Regions from separate parts of the Pan troglodytes genome. Here region 1 is linked to region 2. Evidence: chromatin contacts called from public HiChIP or PLAC-seq data. All regions are on one chromosome and are shown on one strand. The core of a region is the stretch at or near the end of the contact, and the rest is flanking DNA. Distances in the headings are between cores, read along the strand shown. Region 1 holds the start of PDLIM2 (PDZ and LIM domain 2). Region 2 holds the start of PPP3CC (protein phosphatase 3 catalytic subunit gamma).

The links. HiChIP or PLAC-seq counts read pairs in DNA pulled down with a chosen protein or histone mark.
Region 1: an H3K4me3 HiChIP or PLAC-seq map of stem cell-derived excitatory neurons shows a contact between it and region 2, with 2.4 times the contacts expected there. The contact joins the promoter of PDLIM2 here to the promoter of PPP3CC in region 2. A contact is called at or near these places in 4 of 7 Hi-C or Micro-C datasets (induced pluripotent stem cells, a lymphoblastoid cell line and stem cell-derived neural progenitor cells), 1 of 1 datasets of contacts at active chromatin or transcription factors (stem cell-derived excitatory neurons) and 1 of 1 other capture datasets (stem cell-derived neural stem cells).

Annotation. Positions count from the first base shown.
Region 1 is chr7:30,903,243-30,910,046 of NHGRI_mPanTro3-v2.0_pri, forward strand. PDLIM2 (PDZ and LIM domain 2) reads left to right here and starts at 4,573. Exons shown (of 9, transcript XM_016959209.3): 1 at 4,573-5,377; 2 at 6,453-6,547. The coding sequence starts at 4,630. SORBS3 (sorbin and SH3 domain containing 3) reads left to right here. Exons shown (of 23, transcript XM_063816929.1): 23 at 505-1,333. The coding sequence ends at 566.
Region 2 is chr7:30,766,814-30,773,563 of NHGRI_mPanTro3-v2.0_pri, forward strand. PPP3CC (protein phosphatase 3 catalytic subunit gamma) reads left to right here and starts at 2,269. Exons shown (of 14, transcript XM_063816938.1): 1 at 2,269-2,821.

The sequences.
Region 1 (6,804 bases), core at 3,323-5,822, 140 kb after region 2:
CGCTGGGGTTCCCCCTCCTCCTCTTCAAGACACGAGTTTCTGTGGGGCTGAGAGGCCTGGATCAGAGTCCCAAGCTTACTCCTAAGCATCGGGGTGCTCTCGGGCAATGCATTCAGCCTTCCCATAGGCCTTCCGACCAATCTCTAAGTGAGGGTGCCCTATTAGACCAGGGACGTTTCTCCCGATTTCAGTTCTGTGATTCTTCCTCCTGTGTCCCCACTTTGCGGAGGAGGGGGGGAGTGACTCTGTGCTGTGTACAGTGTGATGCACATTTGTTGATTGCTCAGATTCTTTGGTGGTTGAGTGTGCGAAGTGTAGCTTTGCCCATCTAAGCTTCTGCCGCTAGGGGGCAGGAAGGAGGAGAGCAAATCCAATTCCCTCCCTGGGCTCCCCTACAGAACTCCCCTACAGTTCTGGGCACTGTCGGCAGGGGGCAGGCCCTCACCCCTGCATCCCTGTTAAAGAAGGGAGTGGGGAAAGCTCTTCCTGCCTTTCCTCTTTCAGGTGTCTCCCGGAGGACCCGGAAATTCGGAACGTTCCCTGGAAATTACGTTGCCCCGGTGTGAGTGGTCTCCATGGCAACTTGGAGCCAGCCAGGATGGGGTGGGGAGCGGTGGCACTCGTGGGAGGGAGAGGACCCCCGCCCACCTCCTCCTTCCCCAGGACCTGAGCTCCCAGCATCTGCAGACGACCCCCGCAGCCTTTCCCTCGGACCCCCCTCGAAGCCCCCTGGACTGATTCCCACCCACGACTCACAGGCATTCCTCCCACAGCCCTTTCATTTCCTCCCCACCCCACTCCCCAAATACAGAGGTCTGCTTTGAAGCGGAGACCATTTCCAGGCCTTATTGAGACCAGACCCCAAGTCCCCCACCCCCATCCTGCTCCAGCGTTTCCTCTAACAGGGACCAGCTCTCCGCTTTGCCCCCACGGGGTTCCTCTAAACAGAACCAGCTTCCTAGCCTCGTAGAGACCAAAGGCCGCCCCTGCCTGCTGGGGTTCCTCCCACCACCCCAGCTTGCTGGCTGCCCTCTTTGCCTTCTGGCCTCCAGCTGGGTGTGGGGGGGCAGAGCAAGGCGGGGGACAGACGCAGCACCTTCTTAGCGATCTAGGCCTGGCAAGAGCTCTGGCCCCAAGGCCTCCTCTTCCCAGGGGCTGCCAAGTCCTGGCCCTGGCCCTGGCATATCACCCCGCACTGTGGGGCCAGGCACCACTAGCCTGGCTCAAATATTCCCCAGGGAGACTGCTGTGTGCTGCCCGCCTGCCTGCTGGCTCTCCCCCAGCCCCACATCCCCTCTGGAAGAGAATGTAAAATAAACCTGGACACAAGGGACCTTGTCTCTGCGGCCTTTTCCTTGGGGTAGGGGATGCCTCCTCCTGTCTAGGAGATGGGAATTCCTTCTGTGGAGGGCTGTGCTGGGAGACAGGTGGGACAGGTGTGTGTGTAAGAGGAGGAGGATGGAAAAACACCATTATTACCTCCAAAGATCTCTGCCCTTGGGTGTCAGGCAGGTTGCGGCAGCCCCCACAATTGGGCAGCTGTGTGGCAAGAAGTGCTGGGAGAATGAACAGTGCCAGGCCCTGGTAGCAGGGAGACACCAGAGATGGGGGACTGAATGTGGCCTTGTTTGCAGACTGTTTTGATTCTGGAGCTGCCACCGTGGGGTTGCTGGGCTAGATGACATTTCTAACTATTCTGCTGTTTTCCTTCTGTGTGCTCTGTTTCCACACCGAAGCCCTTGTGTGTGTGTGTGTGTGTGTGTGTGTGTGTGTGTGTGTGTGTGTTTATTCTCCTCTTTGGGCTCAGGCTTTTGAGCAATCCTTTGCGGGAAGCTGGGAGTGGTCAGGCACAGCCAGCCAAAACTCCTCTTGAACAAGGGTGTTTTGTTTGTTTGTTTGTTTTTTGTTGTTTTTTTTCTGTGTGAGATGGGGTCTCATTCTTTCGCCCAGGCTGGAGCTCAGTGGCCCGATCTCGGCTCACTGCAGTCTCTGCCTCCCGGCTTCAAGCAATTTTCCCACCTCAGCCTCCTGAGTAGCTGGGATTACAGGGTTGCGGCACCATGCCCAGCTAATTTTTGTATTTTTAGTAGAGATGGGGTTTCACATGTTGGCCAGGCTGGTCTCGAACTCCTGACCTCAGGTGATCCACCCACCTCGGCCTCCCAAAGTGCTGGGATAACAAGCGTGAGCCACCGCGCCCAACCTTGAACAAGGTTTTATAGTCCTGGAGCTTGCAGGTCCCTGTGGGGTGGCAGTGGTGGCACAGTCCAGGCATGGCCACTCTGCCAAGAAAGGAAGCTCCGTTTCTCGGCTGCTGCTGAGAGGTGAGCAGGGCACCAGGGCCTCTCCGTGTGTTACCTAACATGAGCCTCACGATGGCAGGTCATGATTCCATTTTACAGGGGGAGAGACCCAGCCTCTGAGAAATAAAGTTGTCTAGCTCACATCATTATTAAATGCTGAAGTCAGGTCCACCTCACTTCCTTAAATCTACCAAATGCCCAGGCAGCCCTCGTCCAGGGCCCTCGTCCAGGCCCTTGGAGAAGGAAGGTCATGTGTGAGGTCAGGGACTTCTCTAGGGCGGCCCAGGTTGGGCCGCTTTTATGTTCTTCCTGGGAATCCTGTCTTCTAGGCCTGTCACCTGAGACAGGTGTGAAGAGGTGGTGGCTGGAGTGAAAGGTGGTGGTGCCCAGTTCTGTCAGGACAGAGGGGAGGGGCTCGTGGTTGACAGGGCAGTGGCCTAGCCCTGGCTGGTTTCTTGAACCTGGGTGCGGCCTGACCCAGCAGGGGTTCAACAGCAGCTGGAAGAACGAGTCCTCCATCCACCTCCATCCTCACCCTGGTTTGGTTCTAAATGGGCAGGTCCAGCCCATCCTGGCCTGGAAACAACCATTCCTCAGAACCCACTGGCCTGGTTGCCATTCCCCCATCCCAGCTCTTTTTTCATGAACTCCCTGATTCCCTCATAAAACATATCAGGGCTGAGGCCTCCTCTCCCTGGGACAGAGATCAACTCCATGCCCTCTCTTTGATGGAGCGCTGGCACTTCCCGCAGCTAACAAACCCTCCGACCCTGGGCTGCCTGCACCACGGTCCTGCCTGAAAGATGCTTCTGTGCCTCGACCTGGCCTGATTGGGGAGGTGAAGGGAGGATCAGAGGCCGCTGGAGATGGCTCACCCATGAGAGAGGGGAGGGCAGTGACGTGGCTTACCTAGGGCCACAGAGAGGCTATGAGCAGGACATGTCCCCTTCTATGCCACAGAGGCGTGCCCTGCCTGGGTTCGCTGACTTGTCTCTGTGGTGGGTTTTGTAAATTCACAACCCACCCATCAGAAAGCCCTGCCAGATGAACCTGGGGCTATTTGTAGAGTCTGTCCAAGGCATGCAGGAGGGGCTCTCTGAGGAAATGATGGGCTTGTGTTTGATTCACTCTCCATTCCCAGAGGCAAGCACGGTGCCTGGCACTCAGTATTCACTGAATGAATGTTATTGGAATGATTGTGTGGAAGAATTGAATGGATGAACTTCCCTTCCTTTGGGTCCCTTCCCAGAAGTCCCCACCCCATTTGAGGCAGGGACTCTGTTTGACACCTCTGTGCCATCCTTGGCTTTTGCCTGTGGCCAAGCAATTTTTACAACAAGACGGTAAGCAGCACATTATCCCCATTTTCCACATGGGGAAACTGAGGCCCGGAGGAGCCGAGGAGGTTGCTGAAGGTCACACAGCCGGTGAGACGCAGCTGTGCACTTGGGGCTAGGTCTGTGTGCCCCCGGGGCTGTGCTCACCCTGCCTGTAGTTGCCTCTCCCCTCAAGGGGCTTCCAGTCTAGTCAGGGAGGCAGAGCAAGTGCATCAGGCCAGGTGGTCATGCCGGGAGGCCGGAGACCAGCCAGTGGGAGAGGAGTTTACACACACCCAGGACAGTCTGTGGGAGGAGGGGGGCCAGAGTGAACGCAAGGAGGCTGAGACACGGGCACAGACAGGTGAGGGGCGTGGGGAGGGCACTCTTCACAGAGTGAGCGTGGAGGGAATGAGTCACACCTGAGGCAGGCGAAGCACAGCTGCGCCCACAGGTGTGATCCCCTGAAAACACAGCAGCCTGGCAGCCAGAGGCCAAGTGGAGACCCAATGAGAGGCGGCTCTATGGCCTTGAGGTCCCCGGAGAGAGGGTTGCCAGGTACGGCTTCTCCTCCCTGAGCTGGCACCGGGGTCCCCTCCTTGGCTGCCCTGTCCTCATCCTTATAGCCTGGGCTTCAGGTGCTTGAAAGAGGACAAGGGAGGGGGCAGGAAGGGGGGTGAAGACCTGCAGAGAGGATGAGGTGAGGGCCCACGGGAACGGGAAGGTACCAGCCCAGGGGTGGGGGTGCCCAGTGAACCCCTAGCCAGGAGGCTCTCTGCATCTCCTAGGGCCCCTGCGGGTCCCCCTTTGCGGGCATTCCAGGCAGAGAAGTTCTGCGCTGCCGAGAAGCCAGCGTTCAGGAAGGGAGTTGGCGGGGAGGAGGGTGGCCTTGGTTTGGGATTTGTGGGTGTCAAGGCCGCATCTGCGCCAGCCTCCCAGCCTGGAGTGGGTGGAGGAGCCAGGCGGACCGCAGACACACCCAGGCAGCCCACCCTGCCCAGGACCTGGGGATGCGGGGCGGGAGAGCGCGGCCGGCGTGGGAGAGCTTTATGGGGCTGCCCCCTCGATCGTCTGCGAAGTGGGGCGCGGGGCAGTCCCTGGACCGGCTCTGCTGTGCTCCGGGCAGTCGGGGGCTTGCGGGCGCTCCGGGGAGGATGCGGGCACCACTGGCTGGACGGTCGCAGCCTGCAGGGGGCCCTGGGGACAGCCTGCCTCATCCCCCCGGCGGGCTCGGGCCAGGTGGCAGCGCCTGGGCTCGCCGCGCGGAGGCGGCGGCTTCTCGGGCTAGGGGCGGCGGCAGGGGCGGCCCCGGGATCACATGGGCGGAGGCAGGTCCAGGAGCCCCGGGCGGGCTCTCCCCAGAGTCGGGTAGACGGCAGCGGGAGCGGTGGCGTCTCCTCGCCTTCCCTCCCTCCCGGGCCTGGGCGCCCAGCCGGACAGGTGAGCGGCAGCCAGGTGAGCGCGCCCACCTGCGCCTCTCCGCGCGGCCCGCCCTCCCCGGCGCCGGGCTCCTCTCCGCGCCCCTGTCGGCGCGGAACCCTGGCCTCGTCCGCGGCCCAGCTCCCTGGAGCCTCGCATCAGCGGGGGCGCCCCCGCGAGCTGCGCTCTCCCCGGCCGGAGCGCTCCTCCTCCAGCCCCCAGCCCGCAGGGTACTTTGCCCTCGGAGCGAAGGAGGCTCCAGAACTGGTAGAGCCGGGCCATCGGGCTGGGCACCTCCCCGCGGCGCCCGCAGCGCGGAGTCCACTGACCGGCTCAAAGGTCTGGGAATCTCGGGGCGGCCGCGAGCCGGCCTCGGGGACTGGGGTGGGGGCGGTGCTGGGAACAGAGGCTAGGCCTGGGCCCAAGGGGAAGGCAGCCGGGGATGGAGCGGACAGACCGCTGGTACTCTTGATAGATTCTCGCAGCACTTGCGTCCCCGGGGCAGCCCCAGGATGGGTGCTGGGCAGGGTGGTGCCCAGCCTGGCACCGCGGCTTCCTGCCTGGGTTGGCTCCTGGCTCCAGAGCTAGAGGCTCAGGAAATCCCACAGGGGTCTGTCTGCAAGGGCACTTCCTTGCCCAGCGGAGGGGCTGTGGATGGGAGGCCTGTCACCCCGGCTGTCTGTCGGGCAGCATCAGGAATCTGGGGGTGGGTGTGTCCAGCTTGACAGATGAACCCTGGCCTCCTTGCCCTGGCAGCCGGCCCCTGGGGGAGGTGGGGAGCCCGGTCTTGCCCGTGTGATCCACTTTGCCAAGAACGAGGTGGGCAGCTAGGAGGCCCATGTGAAGACTCGGCCTCACCCCACCAGTCCTTCACCTGGCCAGTGACTTACACAGTCTGTACTGGTGCCAGCCTGTTCCTTGACCCGTCACTCCTGCTTCCTGAGCCCTGCTCTCCCTAGGCCACTCACCAGCCCTCCCCCAGAGTGGAGAGGAAGTACCGTGTGCTGTGGGTTTTGGGGACAGGAAGCAAGCGCTAGTGGGACTGAGCCCTGATGGTGGAGGAGGGGAGACTAAGGAGGTGCTGGCATCCCCTCCACTTGCCAGCCCCTGCCCCCCATGCTCCAGCAAGCCCCCTGCCTGGCAGCCTGGGCAGCCCCCTCCTGGGAGTCGCTCCCTGGGCTGAAGACTAAGGAAGGGAGAACCCAGAAGCATGGCTTCCCAGGGTGGGGGGAAGTGAAACCAGGCTGAGGGAGGGAGTTAGCCACTTCCTCTACCCACCCCAAAGCCCCTGAGTAGCTGCTCCGGGAGCTGTGGTGCCCTCTCCTTCTCCCTTTGGCTCCTCTCCTGCTGCCTTACAGTGCCCCCAGAGCCGGCTAGGGGCATGGACTTCACCTCCTGGTCCTCTCTTCCTCAGGTATGGCGTTGACGGTGGATGTGGCCGGGCCAGCGCCCTGGGGCTTCCGTATCACAGGGGGCAGGGATTTCCACACACCCATCATGGTGACTAAGGTAAGGATGGTGGCTCAAAGAGATGAGAAGGTCCTGCCAGAAGCGAGGTCGGCCCTGTTCACCCCACTCTGCACAGATGGCTTGCTTTTTCTGTTCTGGAGCCAGGGATCTGCTGCTGCCTGGCATGCTGGCTGTAAGGGAGCTGGGGCCCTTTGCCACGGGGATGTGGTGGCCACTTCAGGAACAGACCTTGGGAGTGAAAGGGAGCTGGGACCAGGACAGGGCCGGCTCTTGCCTCCCCAGTTGCTATCCCCACA
Region 2 (6,750 bases), core at 1,019-3,518:
TAAGCAGCTATTGAAACAGAGGACCAGCAAGGAACTTGGAGAAAGGCAGAGCTACTGAGTGAATCTCCTTAGAAAGGGGTGGGGAAGGCCGAGGCGGGCAGATCACGAGGTCAGGAAATCGAGACCACCCTGGCCAATATGGTGAAACCCCATCTCTACTAAAAATACAAAAAAATTAGCTGGGTGTGGTGGCATGCGACTGTAGTCCCAGCTACTCGGGAGGCTGAGGAAGAAGAATCACTTGAACCCAGGAGGTGGAGTTTGCAGTGAGCTGAGATCACGCCACTGCTCTCCAGCCTGGTGACAGAGCGAGACTCCGTCTCAAAAAAAAAAAAAAAAAAAAAAAAGTGGGGGTGGGGACACGAAGGGACAGGGCTGCAAGTTGTTCACAATTACTTTGCTAAAGCCAAGCTACAGAATGACATCTGGATTCTGTAAATTCATGTATACCATGCTTGAGGACTCATGCCGCATATTCCACGTGGTGCTATAGAAAAAGTTCGTGGTGCTATAGAAAAAGTTCAGGTACTGCACGTCTCTTGACGATGATGGTGTTCACTAAGCCTCCTACCAGCTGTGTGACTTTGGGCAAGTTTCTTCACATCTCTGTGCCTCAGTTTCCTTATCTGTAAAATGGGGATAATCATATAAATGGGGTTGGTGTGAGGATTGAACGAGTTAGTATTTGTGGGGTTTTTTGGTTTTGTGTTTGAGATAGATGGAGTCTGTCTCTGTGCCCAGGCTGGAATGCGGTGGCACCATCTTGGCTCTCTGCAACCTCCGCCTCCCGGGTTCGAGCGATTCTCCTGCCTCAGCGTCCCGAGTAGCTGGGACTACAGGCGCCCACCACCACGCCCAGCTAATTTTTGTATTTTTAGCAGAGATGAGTTTTTGCCACGTTGGCCAGGCTGGTCTCAAACTCGTGACCTCAGGTGATTCGCCCACCTCAGCCTTCCAAAGTGCTGGGATTACAGGCATCAGCCACTGTGCCCGGCCTGCAACGTTTTCTTTTTCTTTTTCTTTTTGGAGACAGTCTCGCTCTGTCACCCAGGCTGGAGTGCCGGGGCGTAATCTTGGCTCACTGGAACCTCCGCCTCCCGGATTCAAGCGATTCTCCTCCCTCAGCCTCTCGAGTAGCTGGGATTACAGGCATGTGCCACCACGCTAGGCTAATTTTTGTATTTTTAGTAGAGACGGGGTTTCACCACGTTGGCCAGGCTGTTTTCAAACCCCTGACTTCAGGTGATCCGCCTGCCTTGGCCTCCCAAAGTGCTGGGATTACAGGCGTGAGCCACCTTGCCCGGCCCGCAATGTTTTTTCTTTCTTTCCTTCTTTCTTTCTTTATTTTATTTTTTTTTTGAGACGGAGTCTCGCTCTATCGACCAGGCTGGAGTGGTGCAGTGGCGCGATCTCGGCTCACTGCAAGCTCCGCCTCCCGGGTTCACGCCATTCTCCTGCCTTAGTCTTCCAAGTAGCTAGGACTACAGGCACCTGCCACCACGCCCGGCTAATTTTTTGTATTTTTAGTAGAGACGGGGTTGCACCGTGTTAGCCAGGATGGCCTCGATCTCCTGACCTCGTGATCCACCCACCTCGGCCTCCCAAAGTGCTGGGATTACAGGCGTGAGCCACCCCACCCGGTCTTTTTTTTTCTTTTTTGCCGGCCCGCAATGTTTTCTTAAACTTTTTATTTTTAGCTATCCTGTTGAGGTTCTTCCAGATGAATTTTAGCCTCTGACCCAGGGGTATGATTTGATAGGCGTGGAGTTCTGGTTACTTCTTAAATGAAGAGTTTCCCCAGGATATCTGAACAATTCTCTTGGGTGGAAGACTCAAGGATCATGAAAACGAAAACCAAATTCTAGTCGGCTCCTAAAGTCCTTTTGCCTCCTGCGGTTACCATCAAAGAGCTATGGTCAAAATTCCAAGGGATAATTCAGGGTCTGATTCCACTATATATCCCCAGACCGCCTATACATAAATCCATATTATTGGAGATTTACGCTTAATCCTATAATCTTTTACCTAGCAGCTGTCCAGTAGAATTTTCTGGATGTCCAATAAGGTAGCCGCATGTAGCTCTTGAACACTTGAAATGTGGCTAGTCCCCTAGAGGAACGGGATTAATTTAAATTTACATAGCTACATGTAACTACTTATTGGTCACTGCGGTAATTGTTAAGACTGGTTTTGCCTGTAACTTGCATATGTTTTATTGGACATCAGTTTCAATATTTCATTTGCATTGCTAAAAGTCAAAATCCTTTTGACTTTGCCAGTTACTCAGTGAGAGGACAGTTGGAGCCTGTTTCTGTTCTAGGCTTACAGTTTTAAGGACAGATAAAGGTTAGTTTTCAACCTCGAGATGAACAGACTGTTAAGTTTCTACGGACTTGCCCATGGGGTTCCACAGTGAGCCTGGGCCGGGGAGGCAGGTACTGTGTCAGGGGGAAGAAAAAGGGGGCTTCTAGCTGGGCAGGTGACACACAGGGCATAGGAAGAGGTCAGTTCTTGTGGCCGAGGAGGTCCGGCCCGGGGGTCCCAGGAGCAGAGATCTCCCTTCTCTTCGATGTGGAAAGTGAGGAGGGAGCAGAGCCTTGCTCAGAAACGGAGCTCCCCCAATCCTCCACCGCCCTAGCTACTGGACTGGAACTAGGATGGACACGAATGTCCTTCTCACTGTACTAACTGCACTCAACAAGCGGGAAAGATGAAGCGAGGGGGTTTAAATGTGTGCGTTTGCTGAATGATCCACAAAAACTGAAGGAGCGCGGCCGGACTGATCACACTCCTTGAGACAAAGCGGGTGGGAGACCCAGAGGTGAGGAGGGTGGTCGCCTGTGGGCGAGGACTGGGAGGTCAGGGGTTCTCGGCGAGGCGGTCCCAGGAGGCGGCGCGGAGCGGCTGCGAGGCCGCAGGGCCGGGTCGCAAGATGGCCGGGCCGGCCTCCCGCGCGGGTCGCGCGGGCCACGCGGGCGGGTTTCAGATGTTCCGGGCCCGGGTAGGGGCTGGCAGGAGAGAAGGGGCCGGCTGCGGGGAGGGCTGGCTGAGAAGAAGCGAAAATGGGCGGTTAGCAGCAGGGACCCGGAGCCGGAGGAGCCGAGAGCAGCGCGTGCGCCGAGCTCTACGGCCTCCCGGGAAGGCGGAAGGGTGGGGAGGGCGGCGCTCGGGGCGGGAGGCCCGGCCGGGTCCGCTAGGACAGCGGGGCCGCTGGGAAGTTGTGAGAGCGGCGCTCGGGGGCGCGCTTGCGCGCACGAGGGCCCGGGCCGCGAGCAGCCGCTGCCGCCCCGGTCGCCACCCTTAGCAGCGGTCGCGGTCGCTGCCGAAGCGGTGTTCCCCGCCTTAGCCGCTGGCGCCTCCCAAGAGAGCGGCCGGTGGGCCCGCGTCCTGTCAGTGGCGTCGGAGGCCCGCGCTGCGGCGGCCGCGCCCTTCTGGTGCTCGGACACCGCTGAGGAGCCGGGGCCGGGCACGGCTGGCTGACGGCTTCGGGCAGCTGAGGCTGCCCGAGGAGAAGGCGGCGGCCGCGGCGTAGGCGCACGTCCGGCGGGCTCCTGGAGCCTGGAGGAGGCCGAGGGGACCATGTCCGGGAGGCGCTTCCACCTCTCCACCACCGACCGCGTCATCAAAGGTGCCTGGCGGGCCGGGCCTTCCTCTGGGACCCGCGGGAAACGGCCTTCGGCTGGGCGGCGGCTCGGGGCGGAGGGAGGCTGGGGCCGGGCTGCGCCCACCCTAGGAGGGCTCGGAGGGGTGTAGACAGGGCCGGGCGGCAGCCTCCGAGAGCAGCCCCCCGGACCCGGCGTTTTCTGCTGCACCTGGTCAGGTGCCTGGCCGTCAGTGCCAAGTTCCCTCCCGAAGGGTTCAGGGTGCAGTGGGGACTTCTCCCACCGCCCCGAAGGGCCCGGATCCCTGTCTTTTTTTCTCTTTAAGAAACGACTCGGGGGAAGCCATCAGGGGTGGTGTGAGCAGGGAGTCGACTCTTCCAAGTAAGATATTTAAGATTAGATCTTTCTTGACATCCGCCCCCCACCCTTTTTTAGGACGTATACCATGTGCCTTTTGACCCGCTTTCTCTAGATCATTGCAAGTCACTGCTATTACTGGAATAAACTTAGTATGAGCAAGTCAGATAAATCCATTATATGATGTTTAAAATAAGTTTACGGAGCTCTTGACAGGGTAATGGTATTTTATTTTCCCTTTGGTTATAAAGACTTGGAGAATGACGTTTTCTGATTCATATGTGTACCTGCGTTAGATTTCTGTTGTTGTTATAAGAACAAAATGTAAAGGGCTCTTTGCTTTCTAAATCTTGTAGAGTTTTAGGTTATAGTTGTTTCTGCCTTTAAACTAAGAAGATGGATTACACATAACCACTAATTTATGTGCTGCTTTTATTCAGCCGTAAGTCTTAGGCACAACCCTTCTCTCTGAGATTAACAATCGGTTTGAAAGCGCTATTTTGTAAGAAGGGAATAGACTTAGACCAGCTGTGTTAGTGGCCTCTGGATGCAGGGGTTAGCGTGACAGTGGGGAAAATTATTAAGATACTTTTCTTCTTTTTCATTTTGGTATTAGAAGGAGAAAGGCAACTAATACTAGTGACGGGAATACATTTTTAAAGGGTGAAACGCCTTATGGCGTGTTCAGGGAGGGGGAAGAATTTTAGTGTATAACTTAGGTTTCCCCCCTCTCTCCCCAAATCAGCCTCATAAATGTTAATTATCTGTACTACATAATTATAATGGGATTTTTGAGATTTATCTGCTTAGCATTTGTATGCTATCGTTAGAGGTTTAACTGAATTGTTCATCTAACTGACATTATCCCCTGAACAGCTAAATTATTGTGACCATTTAAATGTGTCTTCATATTATTAGTGTATAGCCTATAAGAAGTATATAGCCCTCTCTTAAGATTCGGAGTGTACTTAACATAACCTTTTTTGAGGAATCAAGGTCATTATGTACATTAATTTCTGTACTGTGCTGTTAATATGGCCGGTGCGTTCTGCTGTATAAAGTTGTTAGCAGTTTCGTCCTGTACTGAAATGACTTCGCAATGCTATACCAGTTCAGTGTTTTGTTTGCTTTTAGTTTCTCTCTCCAGTATTGTTTTTTGTCAAAATATGCCCTTAACTGCTTTCTAATCTGCTACGTCTTAGCTGAAGTAGGCAGGGAAACCAGATAAGCCAGAACTGTGGGTCAAGTCAGAATAAATAGGATCTTAGTGAAGCTTAGTGCAGCCCTCAGGAATCTCACAATCAAATCACCATTGTGCCATGTAATTTCCACCATAACATGCCATAAGATCAAAAGAAGATTAAAAATCTTAAATGACCCTTAAATATAGTAATAAATATTGTAAAATAAAATGGAATAAAATAAAAAAGTTAAAATGCAGGGGCTAGGGGCAGGCATGGTGGCTCACACCTGTAACCCCAGCACTTTGGGAGGCCCATATAGGCAGATCACTGAGGTCAGGAGTTCGAAACCAGCCTGGCCAACATGGCGAAACTCCATCTCTACTAAACATACAAAAATTAGCTGGGCATGGTGGCGGGCACTGTAATCCCAGCTACTTGGGAGTCTGAGGCAGGAGAATTGCTTGAACCCGGGAGGCGGAGGTTGCAGTGAGCCAAAATGGTGCCACTGCATTCCAGTCTGGGCAACAGAGTGAAACTCTCTCTAAAAAAAAAAAAAAAAAAAAATGCAGGGGCTGGTTTATTGCTACGCATGCTTATTATTAAATAAACACTGTCATCATATCCTGCAGGATGCAAATTTGTTCTTTACCAAAATTAATTACCGAATATTGTGTACTTTTAAGACTGCTCTTAAATAAATGAAATAGAAATAATTTCAGGTCCTTAGAATGTATGGATTTCTCTCCTATATAAAAACTTCGGCATAAGAGCTTGACCACAGCATTTGTGGCTTCATGATGACTTATGGTGCTTTTTTCAGGGTTTTCCAGAGTTTGAAATAGTTGAAGAAAATGAGGTGTCACATGTGCATAGCTAAGGTCCATTGTAACGGGTACTAAACCCTGGTCTGATGCTATCTTGTTTAGTCACAGCTGTCTGCATTTATTCACAGCTTGAAAGCTTTTTCAGAGGTGATACCACACCCCAGCTATTTTTGTTTCTGTCATTTCCTGTTAACTTTAAAGTGTACCTAATTGTTCTGTTTGAGCAAATTTTGGAGAAGAGTGGGTATGTGGGAGAGGTTTGTATTTTAGGTGTCCTTTAAATAGCAGCTTTCTTAAATTGAAGGATGTGGCTGGGTGTGGTGGCTCACACCTGTAATGCCAGCTACTTGGGAGGCTGAGGCAGGGGAATCACTTGAACCCAGGAGGCAGAGGCTATAGTGAGCCAAGATTGTGCCACTGTACTGTAGCCTGGGCGACAAGAGTGAAACTCAGTCTCAAGCCAAAAAAAAAAAAAAAAAAAAAAACTCATCTGTAAAATAGGGTTAATAATACCTTCCCTGTCAAGCCTGGGTCATGCAAGTGACATAAAGCATGTGAAAAGGTCAAGTTAAGGTAGTTCTTTGAGACGTGATAATAGGTTGGTAATAGATCGCTTACTACAGAAGTGGTTAGTAGAGATATCATTAACATTTGAAAATATCAGAAAGTATGTGAAATTATAAGCTACAAAACTATTCCTAGTCAGGTGAATACCTATTCTACAGCATAATGGATATGTGGGTGAAATCTCGTCGGTAACAATGTGAAGAGATCAGCACAGTT